2 separate regions of the Mus musculus genome follow, and region 2 is linked to region 1. Evidence: chromatin contacts called from public HiChIP or PLAC-seq data. All regions are on one chromosome and are shown on one strand. The core of a region is the stretch at or near the end of the contact, and the rest is flanking DNA. Distances in the headings are between cores, read along the strand shown. Region 1 overlaps Gm51814 (predicted gene, 51814). Region 2 has its middle 69 kb from the start of Tnfaip3.

What was found. HiChIP or PLAC-seq counts read pairs in DNA pulled down with a chosen protein or histone mark.
Region 2: a BATF HiChIP or PLAC-seq map of CD8 T cells shows a contact between it and region 1, with 14 read pairs. The contact joins two enhancer-like sites. A contact is called at or near these places in 1 of 39 promoter capture datasets (macrophages), 2 of 15 datasets of contacts at CTCF or cohesin (the G1E-ER4 cell line and the NIH/3T3 cell line), 2 of 484 Hi-C or Micro-C datasets (bone marrow-derived macrophages and granulocyte-monocyte progenitors), 3 of 115 datasets of contacts at active chromatin or transcription factors (CD8 T cells, bone marrow-derived macrophages and effector CD8 T cells) and 2 of 9 other capture datasets (bone marrow-derived macrophages and macrophages).

The regions. Positions count from the first base shown.
Region 1 is chr10:19,067,288-19,069,996 of GRCm38.p6, forward strand. It overlaps Gm51814 (predicted gene, 51814), which reads left to right. Exons shown (of 4, transcript NR_168594.1): 4 at 1,919-2,072. Among named protein-coding and RNA genes, the nearest start is that of Gm51814, 5.9 kb to the left of the region's middle. Within about 2 kb of position 1,309, at least 55 of the 459 cell types and tissues checked have an H3K27ac peak or open chromatin away from gene starts, as enhancers often do. A contact at or near this core is called in CD8 T cells, where this site is marked.
Region 2 is chr10:18,945,459-18,948,290 of GRCm38.p6, forward strand. No RefSeq gene overlaps it. Among named protein-coding and RNA genes, the nearest start is that of Tnfaip3, 69 kb to the right of the region's middle. Within about 2 kb of position 1,448, at least 5 of the 459 cell types and tissues checked have an H3K27ac peak or open chromatin away from gene starts, as enhancers often do. A contact at or near this core is called in CD8 T cells, where this site is marked.

The DNA of each region.
Region 1 (2,709 bases), core at 59-2,558:
GAGAACCAAGAGGAAGGTTGATGGTGATAAGCAACAAGAATCTCTTCCATTCTATCTTTATTTCAAGCAGTTAGGCACAAATATGGGTTATGCTCATTGGGCAAATATGAGATCTCCTAAGGATCAGAGAAGTCATCTCTTAAAAAGATTCAGGAAACCAACAGTATGCTGACCTCAAAGAAACTGGTGTCACTCTGCTTGTTCTGTTGGGGTGATTTTCTGGGGAGTTAAAAAACTAAGCAGCCATTCACTTCTTAGTTCTTTCTCTGTACAGAACACACCAGACATTGATACTTCTGTGTCTCTGGAGGCTTATTTCAAGTCCCAGAAACAAGCCCAGTGTCCTTAAGCTGTGGAATGGGGTGCCTCCCCTGCCCTTCCTCAGCCCTGTATTGCTCTTACTAACCTAGAAACAACCCCAATCGAATCCTCATTGGATTTGTAGCACAATGTCAGGGACAGCCTACATAAGAGGTAGGAGGTGATACTGTTTCCTAGGTTATACACTAAATAGCCAGAACACCAGCAAGTATCATTCCCTCTGCAGAACTGAGTGGGTAGCAACAGGAGTATAAAAATAAATTGTAAAAGACCTGTTCCCACTGCTCCTCAATCTTGTGCTTAGAGGCAACTACTATTAAAATGAGCCCGTTGGCTTCCAGTCACTCTTTCTATGTAAACACACGTGTACATGTTCTTGGTCTTTCTCACACACTTTGGAATTATTTTAAAGGACTATATTGTGAACATTATTCTCTGAGTCAAGGATTATCTTTCCTCCTTTTCCTGTCAGAGGCATATTGTACTTTAACACAGTATCTTTTTGCTGATAGAAGCCTCTTGGTTGTTGGGTGCTCTTACATGTATATCCATCTATATGTTTCAAAGTATATCTGAAAACTAAGTCCTACCATTTGTAATTGCTGGACCAAACTATATGCCTTGAAATTTTCAAACACTTGGTTCTGATTGCACTTCCACTCCTAAGGGTTGGTGTGAATATTTCCTAACTCTTTGGAGTTGAGTTAAAAAGACATGATTGTTAAATCTCCTTTTAGCATTCACAGATCCCAATTCTAAGATTCTCATCTCTTCTGCACGGTGGCTTCTTGAGGCTAATTTTTATTTTAGATTATTGAAATGAGCTCTCTATTTAGTAGTGAGTCAGAAAGAGAATGTCTGAAAATGAAAAGGAAAGTGCAACTGAAAACGATCACACACTTCCTGTAACTATCAAGAGGGGTAGTGGGTCATGCCAGTAATACCACTGCAATCCCAGTACTCAGAAGCGAGAGGTTCGGGATGGACTGATTTCACATCATAAAAAAAAGAGTGAAAGTGAAAGTTGGACTGAACAGGGTCAGTGAGCACAGGTGTTTGATCTGAAAGTGTAAGTTGCTATGGAGACACAGGAATTCTCTGTAATGAATGGGGGGGGTACATTAACCCCACCCGTAACCTTTGAATCAGTTTGTGTTATCAGCTGTTTGAGTCAGAGAAGAAAGATGGCTCAACCTGCCCAATCCTTAGCTGGAGATCCTACCAGGAAAATTCAGGGTGCTGCGGAAGTTTGTAGGTGAACAGCGTGGTGGGTTTCTCCCTTTGAGTGAAGGTTGAAGTCTAGTATTTACCTTGTTCGTAGTCTAGTTCTGGGAGCTAGTTCTCTGGAGTTATACCCAATGTATAAGAAATTGCTCTCACCTTGTTGTTTTGGGAAAGTCTTGCTAGATATTTCTGATTGGTCTGATAATATGTACCCCAAAGTTAAACTTGCAACAATCCTCCTGCCTCAGTGTTGAAGTTACTGGTTTATTTCATTTTGCCTAGGTTAGTTGGTTCTGATTTAATTGAAAGTTTCATGTGCATTTTCTTTTAAATTCAGCTGATGGTGTTGATATTTCTTTCTTTCTATGAATAGCTGATTCAGCCCTAAAGACACCACCGAATTCTATCAGAAATTCAGAAATGATTAAGATGTGGAGCCTTCCTAAGTGAAAGTCAGCAGACTATCTTAGAAAAGTTCATACAAGACAATTGCTGTAACTTCGCCTTAATAAAATGTTTGAACTTTTCTATTTAATTTAATGATATTTATGGAGCCTCACCCTCTGTTCCCAAAATATCTTAACTTTTATGAAATGAGAACTTGAAGAGGCTGTGTATGCCACAAAGTCTTGGGTAAGGAATATAAAAGTAGAAATGTTTTATTCAAACAGTATAGATAAAAACACTATAAACACACATCAAAATTTCTTCACTACAGAACTGGGTGTGGTGGTCATTTCTGAAATCTCAGCATTGGAAGACTGAGGTAGGCCTATCACTGAAATTTCATGGCCAGCCAGAGTGAGACTCTGTTGGAAAAAAAATGTTTTTTTCCTTCAAAATAAGACACTGAGAATAGCATCAGGGAAACTACGATGCTGTGCACATCCTTTCCTTTTGAGGTTGAAGGGTCTGAGCGAAAGTCCTGATTGCCACACTTCTTTCTCCAACATCAACTTGTAATATTGCCCAATTCAAACATATTACAATAAAGGAGTAATAATGCATCTTATTTTGTTACTATAAATTTTGCTGTTAATATAGTGATGTATTATATTTTATTATTATTATCTTCTAAAAGCCCATTCTTTTCTAAGGAGGGACAGAAAGGGAGTGGGTTCAGTGGGAGGGGAGGTGGGGAAGAGCTTGGAGGAGGAGAGTAAG
Region 2 (2,832 bases), core at 198-2,697, 120 kb before region 1:
CATAGATGTCCTGGTTGGAAGTGAACACTCAATAGTCATTTAGTCTCATCACTGTGGTCACTTATAGATCCCTGCTCTCATCATTGCCCACTGCTGAATCAAGGCTGAGAGTTGCACTAGTCTATGTGTATACAGATAAATGGTTACAAGGCAGGTTAATCCATTTGATACAACATCAGTAGTAGATTTCCCATAGCCTGGGACTTTCCTCACCTTAGGCTTTAATCAATTCTTTATTGCCAGGCATGTATTCCCTTCCATGCCTCTGCCTCAAATCTAATACAGAAGTTGTTGGTTCTTTTCCAGAGCATTCGTACCACTATTCCAACAGTAGACATATCTTTCCTGTCAGTTTAGTATTATAACACCAAGGGTCTATGATTGGGTGTGGTTGTTGTGGATGTCTTTCCTGCATCCACCTGCATAGCACCTTCCAGAACTATGAATGTTAGCGGGCAGGTAGGAAAGTTAGAGCTTAGCTTTAGGTTCATTTCTTTGTGACCTGTACCCAGAATACGTGGTGTCTTCATCAATAAGAAGTCGCTGTTTAGTTTTGCTTGTCAACCAAGAGCTTGGCAACAGCAACAGCCTGTATTGTTTGGGAGCCTCTGTGGGTTCTCTGGCCAACAGCTCATGGGAAGGTCTCCTTCACTTTGCCCTGGAACTTGACTTTGAAAACTGTGACTTTCTGAGAGTAGTGTTGACCACCCACATTTCTGTTCAATCTCCAGGGTTTTAGCGGGGGTTGGGTGGGCACAGTTAAAAACATTTCTGTTATGTTCTCTTGTAAAATTGTCAGTTCCTATATGGCTCTTTCATAATTCTTAGGTTTAGTTGACCTTCTTCCACCTTTTTTCTATCCTCCACATCCATCCCAGCTTTCCTCCTTTAGTGGTCCCCAATCCACTTTCATATTGTGTTTCACACTTCCCTCCTTAAGCTCTCTTCCTCTTACCTGATATTTATTGTGATTCCTTTCTTGTTACCTGGCCTCTGCTGACATTTCACCCTAACTTAAAATACAGCAATATAACACTTTGAGTTTAATATCTGTATGTAAGAGAGAATATACAGTGTTTGCCTTTCTGGGCCTGTGTTACCTCTCAGTGAAATTTCTTCCAGTTCTTCAGTGCTGAATAAAATTCCAGTGTGTGAACATACACATTATCATCAGTTGCTGGACATTCCAGTGTGTGAATATACACATTATCATCAGTTGCTGGACATTCCAGTGTGTGAATATACACATTATCATCAGTTGCTGGACATTCCAGTGTGTGAATATACACATTATCATCAGTTGCTGGACATTTGGGCTGCTCCCATTTTCTAGTTATTGTGAAGAGGGTAAGAGTGAACATGGCTATACAGGTGTCAGTATCATAGACTACAGAGTCCTTTGGGTGTACACACAGAAGTGGGCTATCTAGTCATATGGCAGATCTATTTTTAGCTTTATGAGAAACTTCCACATTGGTTTCTGTAGTGACTGTATCAGTTTACACTCCTACCACATCCTTGCCAGCATTTGTTGTTGTTTTCTTAATAAAGAGCATTCTTACTGGGGTGTGATGGAATTAGCATAGGTAAAACCTTTCTCAATAGGACCACAGTTACTCAGGAAACAAGGTCAACAACTGATAAATGGGACCTTATAAAATGAAAGAGCTTTTCAATAGCAAAGAAGCAACTTACAGGAGGTCAGTTAACTCTCTCTTTGAGAGCCACAGACTTGCTAACAATTCCCCCAACTCCAGCCATGAGAAGCCTCATTTGAAGTTGTGGGCTAGGGCTGTCTAAGAAAATCGCCCAAAACACAGCCTATTGCTGTTGTGTTTAATTACTTCCCAATGGTGGAAGGTGAGTCCCTATTGCTGATAAGATGCACTAAAGAAACAAGGCCCAGAGGCCTGCGATCTGGAACTGAAGTGAGTGCTCCCTAAGGACTAGTTTTCATGGTACCAAAAAAAATACTTTGCAAGCTTCCAAAGGAGAGAGGCAATCTACAGTCCCGCATACCTATGAACCACATCAAAGACCAATGTGGCACTATACCCTTACATGTGCAATAGTGGCACACATACTTTGGCAGTAGCCTACAATTTTCTAATTGGATTTAAGACCCACTCTACGAAAGGGATACTGTAGCTGGTACTAGATACTTAGCTAACTAATCAGTACTAGTGAAGTCATTTTTACTGGAGGAATCTTCAACCACTAGTTTACTAAACTAACATAACCCCTATCAATAATCTATAAACATTTCTACTTAAATAAGGACAAATACCCACAGGTGAGTGTACTCCTCAGTCCAGGTCAAGGGAACTTATCTTTGCAACAGAGGGTGACCAATCAACAGAGAGAGTTGTGGAGGCTGGCCTCAGTGGATACATCCACAAAACACTTGAACACCCAAGGCTCAAGGGACATTGTGGAAGGAAGGGGAATTGGGAGAGCCCCCTAAGTCAGAGGGCTTTGCTGTGAGATTGTGTTCCCTAGTTACATCAGAAGCTACACATATGAAGTCTATCCAGTATAACCAACTAAGCATGGGCTGAGCAAAGAGGACAGCAACAAACATTCCAAACTGAAGAGGAAAACCCACAAGGCCTCAGTCCTACACAAAGAACTATAGGCAATTGAGTATTTCTGGGACCAAGAGGTGTGGCCCTTCCCAGGGAAGAGCATACCAGTTAGTTGTCCAACACCAAGTGGTCAGCCCTGAAGACATACGGTCAAGTGTACAAGAGGCATTATATGGACTAAACAGCTTATCTTTGGGAATATATAAGTATATTTAAATACATGTATGCAAGCAGTAACTAAATAAAA